2 separate regions of the Sus scrofa genome follow, and region 1 is linked to region 2. The links are chromatin contacts, called in public Hi-C maps. All regions are on one chromosome and are shown on one strand. Each heading gives the region's core, a stretch centred on a gene start, on an enhancer-like site or on the middle of the called end of the contact. The rest is flanking DNA. Distances are from core to core; before and after follow the strand shown.

The links. Hi-C and Micro-C count contacts between places; a contact is called where the count stands out from the background.
Region 1: a Hi-C map of heart right ventricle shows a contact between it and region 2, with 2.3 times the contacts expected there. The contact joins two enhancer-like sites.

The regions. Positions count from the first base shown.
Region 1 is chr12:60,310,469-60,316,585 of Sscrofa11.1, forward strand. The region is part of intron 9 of SLC5A10 (solute carrier family 5 (sodium/glucose cotransporter), member 10); the gene reads right to left. FAM83G (protein FAM83G) reads left to right here. Exons shown (of 5, transcript XM_005654009.3): 3 at 4,124-4,248; 4 at 4,853-6,071. Among named protein-coding and RNA genes, the nearest start is that of FAM83G, 17 kb to the left of the region's middle. Within about 2 kb of position 2,798, at least 20 of the 83 cell types and tissues checked have an H3K27ac peak or open chromatin away from gene starts, as enhancers often do.
Region 2 is chr12:60,203,099-60,209,505 of Sscrofa11.1, forward strand. The region is part of intron 1 of EPN2 (epsin-2); the gene reads right to left. Among named protein-coding and RNA genes, the nearest start is that of EPN2, 43 kb to the right of the region's middle. Within about 2 kb of position 1,438, at least 30 of the 83 cell types and tissues checked have an H3K27ac peak or open chromatin away from gene starts, as enhancers often do.

The DNA of each region.
Region 1 (6,117 bases), core at 1,548-4,047, 110 kb after region 2:
CTGACCGCTGACCCCCTGGCATGGGGCCCCACCTCCCCACGCCCCCAGCGCTTCGTGGCTATAGGATGCCTCCTGGCGCGGTTTGAGGATGAAAGCGGAGGAGACAGTGGCTCGAAGGCGCTGTATGAGCTGAGGGGAGGTGCACGGCTGCTGGCGGTAACCCCTGACCCTGGGCGGAGGGCATGAGGCTTGAAATGAGGCTACAGCCTGAAGTGTGGTGGGGGCAGCTGGCACTGGGGGGTCTCTGGCTCAGCCTCTCCCGCTTGCCACCCACCTGCCCCGGGGAAGGTGGCAGGTCCACAGGGTGCCCTGCCCAGGAGCTGGATGCTGTGGGAAGGCCGGAAAGCATAGGAAGAGCACGTGGGACTCTGGCCGCCTCATTCTCACCTCTGAGCCCGCCCCCTCCCTGCCTGGGCAGGTGGCCAGAGGCTCCTGTGGGCCCAGCCCTGGCCTAGTGTCACCTTGTTGAGAGCCTGCCTCCCTGCCTGCAGGCCGGCCGGGCCTGGGCCTGTCTCGGGAGCACTTCCTTTGCCGGTAATCTCTGGGCCCGCCCTTGGCGCCCGCCGCCCCTGCCCGGTTCTGCAGCGACCTGCCCTCAGGCCCTGTGGGCCCAGGGGGAGCCACTGCCTGGTGGGGTCATGCTGGTGAGCACAGGGTACCAGGTGACAGTCTGGGGGCAACGCTAGGAGCCAGGCCTGGGCCCCAGCTCTGCCACCTGCCCTGTAGCACTGGGCAGAGACACTGATCTTTCTGGGCCTCAGTCATCTCGTCTGAAAAATGGAAGGACTGTCACTCATTGGCAGGGCTGCCGTGCAGAGTCACGGCGGCCACGTGGGGGTCGGGCTCTAGGTAACGAGTCCCTTTCCGTCTCTCTGGTCGGGGACGGCGCAGCCCCTCCCATGAGGCCCCGGCTCTGGTCGAGCGCCAAGGGGCTTCCTGTCCCCCTTTGAGCTGTGGTCTGGCTGGGGACCGCCTCCCCCCACAGCTCCCCCTCCAGGCAGCCCCCCAGCCTGAAGCCCAGAGCTCACACCACACGTGTTGGAAATGGCCTTGGTGCTGCCCAGGCCAGCCCGCGCCTGGTTCCCAGGTGAGGTGGGAGGACATCGCCAGCCCCTCCCGGTGCCCAGCTGTCCCCAGGCACCTCTGCCCACCGGCTCTGCTGGCCCCTGACTCCTCAGGCAGGAAGTGTGGAAACGAGTGCCCGTGTTCCGGTGGGGAACAGGCCCAGGGCCGTCACACCAGGGGCTGGACCGTGCTGAGCGAGGCCCAGAGCGGGTGGGAACCAGGCTGGGCCTTGAGGTTCACAGCTTAGGATGGGCTCAGAGCTGTGAGCTGCCTGCTCGGCTGATGTGAAAAGCTAGTCGGCTTTGTGCAGCCAAACTGGAAAAACCAGCAGCCACTTGGGCAAAGGCTGGACCCGTTTCTGATGAGCACGGAAGGGCCAGGCGGCGTGGCCGGGGGAGGGCGCTGGCTGGGGCAGGGGTGGGCATTCAGGCTGCAGGCTGCACAGCTAGCCCCGGCCCCCTTTGGGTGCCCTGCGCTGCCTCTCCCGACCTGCCTTCCCTGACCCCGGCCTGGCTCCAGAATGGACCCAGGGCAGTGCTTTTCAACCAAAAGCCTTCCTGGCCAGGGCCCTTGGCCTTGTCCGGAGACGTTGGCAATGGCTGTGACCAGGAAGGAACTGCTGGTGTCTGGTGGGTGGCGGGCAGGAGGCTTTTAAACAGCCTGTGGCGCACGGCGGCCCCGACAGAGGTCCACCCGCCCAGAAGGCCGCAGTGCCTGGCGGCCTCGGCCAGGGAGAAGCCAGGAACCCCCGGCCCCGCCGCCAGCAGTATTTCCATCCCAGCTTCAGGACGGCCTAGGGGAGGCCAGGGTGCGCTGGTCACCTGCCCCATTACAGAGAGAGAGGAGGGCAGAGGCTGGCCCGGCGCCCAGCACATGGGGACACAGGCTGTCTGTCCCCAAGCTGGTCTGATCTCACTTTCACCGGTCAGGCCTGGTCAGGGAGGTCTCTGGGCCTCCCCACTCCTCCTCAGGCCCAGGAGGTGCCAGCAGGCCCCTGGAGGGTGAAAAAGCCACCAGCGTGCAGCTGCGGGCTGTCCTCAGTCCCCGGGGGCTGGACTCCGGGCACCAGGAGGCCTGGGCCAGTCCCTCCGCCCCCGAGGCACCTGACCACAGCGAACGGCTGACTCCCGGCCTCCCTGGGCCCCAGATGCTTTCCGGTCCTCCCAGCCGGTTCCGCACTGCCCCTCACGCAGAAAGGACGACACGCCTGTCAGGCCGCGCAGCACAGCCCGCTCAGTCCCGGCCGTCCCGAGCACAGCGCAGCAGCCCTGCAGCGGCGGGTCGGGGGAGGCCCATTTCACAGACGAGAACGCGGAGGTGTGTAACCACGCCAGGACTGGGGTCGTGTTGGACCAGAGCCCGAGAGTGACCCACTTGCCTGGGCTTGTCCCTTGGCCTCCCACCAGCCCGGTGTGAGCACAGGAGGCTCCGTGGAGGCTCGGGGTGCTGGGGCCACCCCAGCCCTCGGGTCCACTGCGTCCTGCCCCGTACACGCTTGGGGCAGAAGTGCCCTGAGCGGGGAAATGCTGCCTGGCCATCCTGACCCCCCCACACAGGAGGGAGCCAGCTCCAGAGGCTGTGGGGACCCGCCCAGAGCACCCCACATGTCCTCTGTGGCCTGCCGCCGGCTCTGCGGGGGGCGCCAGGCGCAGGGACAATGGGACCCTGTGGCTCCTCCACCTCTGCTCGCCCAGGCCTGGCTCCCGAGACGTTACCTCATCTGGGCCAGGCCCCGTGGGGCGGGGCCCGCCCGGGAGCACACAGCCCCCGCCCGCTGCTGAGCCCAGGCTGGGTGGGCCTGCAGTTGGCGGCCAGCCCCCAGCGTGCGGGCAGGGCAAGCGCGGCCCAGAGGCTCGCTCAGAGTCACACAGAGCATCCGGCGTAGCCCAGGCCGCCCCTGCCCCTCCAGGTGGATGTGGGTGTGAGCTTCCGAGGCCTTGGTGGGCAGGCTTTGGGGTGGGTGGGGCGGGCGCTGTGAGAGGGGAACTGAGCCGAGGGGCGGCCTGCGGCCCAGCACGCGGCGCTCTGGGCCAGGGACCCACAGAAGCCGCGAGCTGGGCTGCGGTCGGGTGCAGGTGGCGGGAAGGCCTTGCTCCGCCTCCAAGATCTTTGTTCAGGCTTCTGGTCCCTCAGCGTGCTCTGTGTTGGGTACAAAGTCACGGGCACTAATTGTCCTGGGCCGAGGCCAGCTTCCTGCTGAGCTGGCTGTGTGCAGACAGGCAGCTGCCAAGGGGGCCCAGGGAGCTGGGCTGGGAGCAGAGGTTCACCTGCCTTCTGAGCTGGGCCCCACGGGATGGCCGTGGGCATCCATAGGCCCTGCCCTTCGACCTCCGAGGGCACTGCCCTAGGGCTGCCCCAAGCCGAGCGGTCTGGGCCTGTCACAAAAGCCACGGGCTCAGGAGCAGAGGGGCTGCGGGCTGGAGTGGAGGCTGCCTCCAGCTCTCTGCTCTCTCCCGCTGCCCCTGCCTGGACTCAGGCCCGCCTCCTCCTGGCACAGGGGTCCCCTCTCTGCCCTCTGCCTCACTCCCTCTGGACGCCAAAAACCATCTTGATGTGCTGCCTCAACCCACCACTCCTGCTCTAAATGGTGCCCTGGCTCCCTGCTGCCCTCTGCCGGCCATGCCAGGCTCCGAGCAGCCGCAGGGCCTTTCATCAGCCTCTGGCTGGGCCCGCTCTGCAGGCCCCGTCACCCACCCTCCTCCCCCGAAGCCCCATGGGTCTCAAACAGGCCGTCGCTCTTGCCGCCAGGCCTTTGTCCTGCTGAGCCTGGACTGCTCTTTCCGGTCAGCTCAGCCTTCCCCAGCGCCTCTCCTGGCCTGTCCCCCTCCAGCGTGGGATCCTGGTGCTGCAGGGCTGCTCTGTGGACCCCTCAGGCCACACCAGGACCACCCTGTGCCCCCCCCTCCAGTGTCAGGTCCCACTGTAGCCACAGCCTGAGGTCCCCACACATGCCAGCCCTTTCTCCAGGTCCCGGGCTCAAGCTCCCACCTCGACGCTCTGGGCTGGGGGGGGGGGTCAGTGCCAGCTCGTCTAACTCGGCCTCCCGCCCCCGACGCAGAATCTCAGGGTGCGGAGCAGCGGAGGGACAGAGTTCTTCACGCGTTCGGCCACCAAGTTCAAGGGCGCCCTGGCCCAGAAGTTCATGTTCGTGGACGGAGACCGGGCCATCTGCGGCTCCTACAGGTGACTCTCTGGCTTTCTGCCCTTAATCCTGCCTTGTGGCGCCTCAGTTATTCCAGTTCATTGGTCCCCAAAATGCTAGGGTGTGAGCGGGACTGGGCACGCCCACACACTGCCCGCCCATCTTGGAAGCAGGCAGAGGCGGGCTCTTACCCGAGGAGAGGCTGCTCTTCCAGACTCAGGTGTCAGCGACCTGGAGGTTCGGTGGGGCCAGGCCCACAGGGTGGTCACCCCGAGAGCCGCCCTCAGGGCTGGGCCAGGATGAGGTCGGCCGTGGCCCAGCTTTGCCAGCCCCGTCGTGCAGGGGCCACTCGGGGTGGGCAGTGGCAAAGCCACTGAAGACCACCAGCTGGCCGGGCTGCACCCAGGAGGAGCTCGTCGCAGGCGGGGAGTGGCTCAGACTGGGGGGCTTGCAGGAGGTCCCAGATCAGGTTTGCCCCTTAGGCTGGTGCCCTGTGTCCTGCCCACTTCTCCGCAGTCCCTTCTGTGGCCACAGTCTGCTGGACCCTGGCCTGTGGGTGCACGGGGCTGGGGTCTGGCTCAGGCCCGCTGCAGGGGCTGGGGCCCGGGCCCCGAGCCTGAGCAGGCGGCCCGCCCTGTGTTGCAGCTTCACGTGGTCAGCGGCCAGGACGGACCGGAACGTGATCTCCGTGCTGTCCGGCCAGGTGGTGGAGGTGTTCGACCGGCAGTTCCAGGAGCTGTACCTCACGTCGCACAGCGTCAGCCTCAAGGGCGTCCCCATGGAGAAGGAGCCCGAGCCCGAGCCCATCGTGCTGCCCTCTGTGGTCCCGCTGGTGCCCTCGGGCACCATGGCCAAGAAGCTCGTCAACCCCAAGTACGCGCTGGTCAAGGCCAAGAGTGCCGACGAGCTCGCCAAGACGTCCTCCGAGAAGCAGGAGGCCACGAGGCCCCTGGGGGCACGGGGCCCCGACCCGGCCGAGCGGCCGGCGGAGCTGCCGGAGCCACCCCCGCCGATCCACCCGGGGCTGCTCAACCTGGAGCGAGCCAACATGTTTGAGTACCTGCCCACGTGGGTGGAGCCGGACCCGGAGCCCGGCAGCGACATCCTGGGCTACATCAACATCATCGACCCCAACATCTGGAACCCCCAGCCCAGCCAGATGAACCGCATCAAGATCCGCGACACCTCCCAGGCCTGGAGGCAGAGCCAGGACTCCAGCGCCGGCCCCGCGAACGGGGTGCCCGCCCAGAACGGCCTCCCCCAGGGCGACGCCGAGCCACGGCCTCCCGTGCCCAAGCCCCGGACGGTCCCCGTGGCGGACCTGCTTGCCCGGGATGGCGGCGGCCTGGGCTGGGCCCTGGAGAGCCCGGAAGAGGAGGCGCCCCAGCACAGCACGGACCTTGGGCCGCCCAGGACCGCGGGCCCCGGCCCCGGCCCCCTGCAGCGGCAGCTGTCCACGGATGCCCCGGACGGCCAGGGGGCGGCGGTGCCCAATGGGCTAGATGGGGAGGAGGAGGAGGAGGAGGACGACGACGACTACGTGACCCTCAGTGACCAGGACAGCCTCTCGGGCAGCTCTGGCCGAGGCCCTGGCCCCCGGCGGCCCTCGGTGGCCTCCTCCTCTGTGTCAGACGAGTATTTCGAGGTGACGGAGCGCTCGGCCACGCTCCGGAGGCGCCACTCAGAGCAGGTGGCCAACGGGCCGGCCCAGCCCCCCCGCCGACAGCTGAGTGCCCCTCACCTGACACGGGGGACCTTTGCCGGACCCCTGGGGGGCCCCTCGTGGGCCCAGGGTCGGGAGAGAGAAGAGGCGGGCACTCTGACGAGGATGCAGGCCCCACGCTCGGCGGACAAGGAGGCACAGGTGGGTCGGGGTCCCTGCGCACGGGGGTCCCGGGCGCCCTTCCCCG
Region 2 (6,407 bases), core at 188-2,687:
ATAGCAACGCCAGATCCTTAACCCACCGAGAGAGGCCAGGGATCAAACCCGCATCCTCATGGATCCTAGTTGGGCTCATTAACCGTCGAGTCATGATGGGGACTCCAAGAATCAGAGTTTCTGATGTACATGAGACAACCACTGGTAACCACACAGAGCTGATAAAGGCCAACCAGCCCCAAAGACAGTGAGCATCGGCTGGCCTGGGGAAGCCTCCCTGTGGGTGGCACGCCCGTCTGTCAGGCTCCAGAAAGGCCGCGGGAGATCTGCAGATGCCATGGCAAAAGCCAGACTGTTCGGCTGCACAGACGGAGAGCCGATCCTTGCTGTTCCGGAGGCAGAAGGAGGGACCGGGCGTCTGGGGACAGCAGATGCAAACTGCCAGATCTGGAATGACAGCGAGACCCCACTGCAGAGCCCAGGGAGCTCTACCAGTCTCCGGGGATAAACCATAACAGAAAGGAGCATTTTAAAAGCATGGAGACAGTATGTACAACTAAACCACTTCAACAGAAGGTAGCACAGTCCCAGAAATCGACCGTAATTTAAATTCTTTTGCAAGAGCCCGTCTGCTCGGTATGGAAAGGAACACTCCTGCCTCCAGTCCGTGCCCGGTCCTGGGGGTGGTTCCTTAAGCCGAATTTCACTCCATCCTGGAGACAGCAGACTCTGTCTGCCGCTTCCACCTGCCCAACGTCCTGTCCCTTCTCCGAGACAGAGCCCGGGCTTCCCGTGGGGAAGAGGCGGGGAGCGGGCCCAGCCCCGGCCATCAGCGCACCCGGGCCCAGCCACCATGGGCAATCCAGCCTGGGCTGCCGGAGACCCCGCTGGGGAGGCCCCCAAACCACAGGGAAACTCAGCAGCCTCAGGCCCCCGCAGGGCCAGGTTTCCCAGAGGCTGAACCCAACACAGAAGCAAGGAGCCCAGGGACGGAGCCGGGGCCAGACTACCGCTGCCTGAACCCATGGCCGTCTGCACCTGAAGCCGTTTATCCACACAGCAACTGTGCACAGCCCCGAGCAACAGCCAAAGCACAGGCAGAGCCTCCAGGACAGGCACAGGGACTCCCGCCAGGCCCTCAGCCCTGGCTGAGCCACGGCGGGAGCAGGGTGGGGCCCCTCCCTCCTCAAAGTGCAGGGGACCCAGCCAGAGTCTGGGATCATCACTCTTTAGAGGGCAGCTTGTAATGGTGACCATAACGCAGCAGCTGTCCCACTTGCAGGGGACAGGCTGGGGCAGAAAAGTTCTGGCACATCTGAAAACACAACCAGAATTCGATAGACAGCGCCTACTAGAAACAGATAATACAACAGCAAACAGAACAACGCTAAAAAAACAACAAAAAATTCCAAGGCTCGGGTGATACCCCTGGAGGCAGGAAGAATTCGGTAACAACTTGGTCCAGGGCCTGCAGAGCGGGCGGGGAAATTCCTCCAGGCCCAGGGCTCCGGAGGGAGGAGCAAGCAGCCCTCGGGGCCCAGGTGGGTCACTGGTCAAAGCCCACGTGACAGTGGCGCGTCTGTGACGGGGGCGTGGCCGGCCTGGCGCCAAGCAGCAGCTGGCCCTGCCGGTCAGGGTCTCCGCCAAATCGCCACAGTGGTTTTGGTGGCTTTCCAGGGACGGAGGATCTCTAGCAGGGACCAGGACCAGCTACGAGGGAGGAGCAGCAGACCTAACAGTCACAGGTCACCCAGTCACAATGAGAGGCATCACCAAACAAACCGAAGCTCACCCCATCCGCGGCTGGGGGCCTCCTGGGACTGTCTTACGGCAGGTGACAGGAGCACAGTGGGGGGGTGCTGCCCCCTCCCCTGTGGTGTCTGCCACGCAGTGGGGCCTCTGACCACAGACGCCAGAATCTCCAGGGGACACGCTGGGACAGCCAGGGTAGCACTCGGGATGTGACACCCTTTCCAAGCTCCTGGGTGACACCCAGGCTCACTGTGTGACAGTCACCAACACCGAGGTGGGACCCACTTGGCTTTCACTCTCCTCCCCGCCGCCCAAAAGGTGCCCCACGACAGCAGCCCACGTGCCCCCCCCACCCCGTCACAGTGGGACAGCTCGCTCAGTGCAGCTTTCTTCGCCACAACGACCGCGGGGGCCCAGGGAGAAAGGGCCGCCATGAGCCACGTGCCAGCAGGGAGAGAGCCTGCACAGGCCACTCGCTGGACGGGGGGACGCAGCACCACAGCCTAACGGGTCCTCGCAGGGCAGAGGGGTCAGATTTTACCCACCAGCCCCAGACTGGGCTCAACCACACGTCCGGAATTCCTAAAGCAAACATGGAGAGGCCCCTGGGCGCCGACAGCGCAGGCACAGGGAAACTGGCCTCTCCCTTTGCGGGGACGAGCCCCGGGGTGCCGGTCACCTGGCCTTAGAGGGGACGGACGGCCCTGCCCCCTCCAGCCCCCACCAAAGAGCCCCGGGGGCTCCTCCCCGCCACGACGGCCATGGAGCCAGCGAGGTCAGACAGCCGATGGCCTAACGGGAACCCGGTCTTCCTAAAAGCAGACAGCGCGGCGGACCCCGCGTCTCCTCTCCAGCGGGGCCGATCACTTGGCCTCTGGGAAGGGCAGCCTGCGGCACGGGTCACAAAACGCCCAAGTGCGGTCTTTCCAGAGACCGAGCGAAGCCAGGGTGGGGTCGGGAGACAGGGTTCTGGCCGTTGGACACAGCCACTGAGAAAGGGGGTGTGACAAGCTCCCCCCGCTTAGAGGGTCGAGGATCACACCCCGAAAGCTGGACCAGGCGGATGCAGGGGCCTGCCACGAGGGACAGGGAGCTCCTTGAGGCCCCCCCCCACCTCCGCAAGGCTCCGCAAGGCAGTTCTGCAAATGACCCGTCCCGGACGAGGTCCTTTTTTGGCTTTTTAGGGCCGCACGTGCGGCATGTGGAAGTTCGGACAAATCGGAGCCGTAGCCTCCAGCCTACACCACAGCCACCGCGCCAGATCCGAGCCACGCCACAGCTCACGGCAACGCTGGATCCTTCACCCGTGGGGCGAGGCCAGGGATGCAACTGAGTCCTCGTGGATCCTGGCTGGGTTCACAACCCGCTGAGCCCCAAGAGCAACTCCCGTGGACAGCGCTCTCCATAAGCCCTGCAGGAAGCCAGCGTCGCGGTGGGTGCGGCAGGGCACACACAGCCAGGGGCCGGGAGGCAGGGACAGGGACCAGACACTCAGCACGAGCCCTTCTGCCCCCAGGCCCTCTTGCCATCTCCGTGGTGTCACCGGCAGCCCCAGCCCCAGGTCAGCCACCAAGGCTAGAATTCCGGCGACAAGCCAAGCCTAGCGGTGGACGTTTTCCTGGCCTGTGGGCTCCGTGAGGCAGAAAGGCAGGGCTTCCTGGGGCCCTTGGGGAGCAGGAAGAGCAGCCCTGGGAACGCTTCTGTCCTCGAGGAAGGCAGCTTGCGCACGAGAGCCCGGGGGCCAGACCCCGCCTCTAACGTGCTGTGACTCTGCCACCAGAAATACCCACGAATGGCAGATGGCAACACCACCGGAGACTGGGGATCACAGAAGGGGGCATCTGATGGCTTCACAGCCCCCACCGGGCAGGCACAGCGGCAGATGAGTCTGCTCACTAGAATTTTCCAGCTCGAGACATGGGGGGAAAGCAGGCTCCTGGGGAAGATGTAGAATTCCCATGATTCCATGCTCGCCTTAGGCCTGGCCGGCCACTGCGGTGGTGCCAAGTGCTGGGCTGCTGCCACGGCTGAGCAGCCAGCAGGACAGCGGAAGCTAACGGGGGCTGTGGACCCCACGGCCAAACCCTGCTCAGCCTGACACTTTTCTCAAGAGGCGCTCAAGATGCTTGCCAGGTGCAACCTCCCGGCGGGTCCGGGAAGGTCCCTGCACGCTGTGAAGGACCAGCCAACGGCCAGGGGAGCAGGGCGCCGTCTGCTCACCTCGGCCCTCGAACCAGCGGAATTGGTGGCCACATCCGACTCCCCCATGTAGCTCTTTGGGAGGGGGGCTCACGGGCTGGCCCTGTCCCAACCCCCACCCCCGGCAGCAGGGGGTGCAGTCGGCAGAGCCCCCAGAGACCAGCTGACAGGCGACTTCAGCGAAAGGGCACAAGATAAGCCAATTATCCCCCATGTGGAAAGTCACTCTCCGTGCCCCCGGTGCCCGAGCTGGGCCCCGGCTCCTGGTCGGCCTCCCATGGGGCTGCGGCGACACCGGCTCTTCCCTGCTGTTCCCCATCTGTTCATGAACAGCGCCTGAGGGGGGTCTGCCCGTGGCCCACCGCGTCCTCGCTAAGGGGGACCCCGCGCCCGGTGAGCGCCCCAGCGCGTGCCCAGGGAGTGCGTGAGAGGCAACCCACCGCTCAGACTCGCAGCTCACGCCCGGCCCGTGTCCCGGGTCCTTCCCTCTGGGCCTCCGTCGCTCGGTTCGGCCCAGCTGCTCCGCTCACCGAGCTGGTGAAACACAGCGATGCTGTCAGCGCTTCATGACGCAGAGCCGAGGACACAGGACAGGCCGCAGACAAGCCTGCGCTGCGGGCAGGCCCACCCCGCCAGGCCACAGTGCCCCGGAGTGGAGGCCCGCGCGGCCGGGTCAGGAGGGCAGAGGGGCCTGTCCGTTTGGCAGGGGGTGTCGCAAGCCCGTTCCCGACCACACATACAAGCGCCAGCTCTTCTCCCGTGCAGCTGGCGTTTCCAAAAAGGTCTGAGATGTGCTCGCTCTGATACCGGAGCAATCGTCAGAGAACAGGCTGAGGACTGCGCCCGAAAATAGAAGCTCTTGAAACAGAAGCTGGAGCCTCCTAGCTGAGCCCTGCCTGCATGCCAGGGTGTCTCTCACCGAGCCGTCCGTCGGGAGACGGTACGAGGGGTGACTCCCCAGTGCCACATGTCACAGGCCAGGCAGTGGAGGCGCGGAGAGGTTGGGTGACTGGCCAGGGGACACGCCGGCAAGTGGGAGGACCGGGGCTGATCCAAGGTCTCTGGCTTCTGAGTCCACCCTCCAAGCCTTCCGACGGACCCACTCGGAAGGCACGAGAAGGGTGAACGAAGGGAAGCGAGTCTGCGGGCCCGGACGGCCCTCCCGGTTAGGGGCCCAAGAGGCTGGGAGATGGCAGAGAAGCAACCGGTCCCCTCCCTCCTGTTGAGCTGGCCAGAGGGGATCCTGCCCAGCTCAGCAAACCGAGTGCTGGAGGCAGAAGGCGACGCGGGCGCAGGCAGTGCAGCGCTGCACGGGGCTCAGACCCTGGCGCCCGGGCTCCTTCCAGTGTCGCCAAGGGAAGTGAGCCCCAAGGCTCTTCCGAGAAAGCCCCACCCCAGACGGTCAGGGCCCGCAGGCGGCCAAGTCAGGCAGCGACTTTAAAATGTGCTCTTCAGAACTCAGGCCTTAAGAAAGAGGGTCTCTGGTTATAACCCTGTCTTCTGCTAAAGCAGCCACACTGGCTGTGACAACCTAAGAACTCTGACTCTTCCTTTAAAACAGCCTTCACCTAAAATGCCACCAAGAAAAACACTCTTGGAGCGGAAAGGTAAACTTCCTTTTTTGGTTCAGAATAAAAATACGACTTCGCTCCTCCCCCGAAGCTGGAAACATGCCCAGCGTTGTACTTACTCTGGGACACGGGCTGGACTCTGACGTCCGTCGGCCCCAGAAGAGGAGCGCCGGCCCCAGGCCCCCGCGGCCCCCCGTGCCCATAGGTTGATCATGTGCTGCCGGCACCCGCGGAAGGGCCAGCGCCAACCACACGTGAGGCCCGGGACCAGGTCCCACACGCCTGGGCTCACTCTCCAGTCCACAGACGCCCGCACGAGCGCGTGTCTGCCGCCGGGAGCAGCGCGGGTGTGCACACACGTCGCGGGTCACGCGCCAAGCGTCCCAGCCTCTGCTCCCAGGAGCAGACCTCATGGTGCACGTTACAAACACCGTTCGTGGCTGGTGCTGTTCTGCCTCATGACACCATTTCGTCATCACAGCGCAGACAGAGGAGCAGTAGCGATAATGACACGTCTGACAGCACGTTTCAGAGCCTGGGCGGATTAAGGACGCCGCCAGCACAGCAGCACACCACGCGGCTTCGGGGCTGGATCGGGGACAACCCCACACACGACAACAAGCACAGACGGTGAGCTGGGTGCCCCGAAGCTCCCAAGAAGGTCTGCCTGCCTGAGGGCAGGGACACAGAAGGACCAAAGCCAGGACCTGGGCCTCCCTCCATGGCTAAGCAGCCTGGACGTGCCAACTTGCTCCCGTGCCCACCAAGGAGCAGGACGGCGGCCCCACTGGCAGGGCGCCTCCCGTGGCAGGGCTCTTAGGGCCCTCCTTCCATCCCCGCTATGGGCGGCAGGACGGTTTTCTCCTAGTCACTGCACGGTTAAACTCAAACACCTGCTTCAAGTGTTAACACGCACGAAATCGGGTACCACTGCCATGGTGGGGG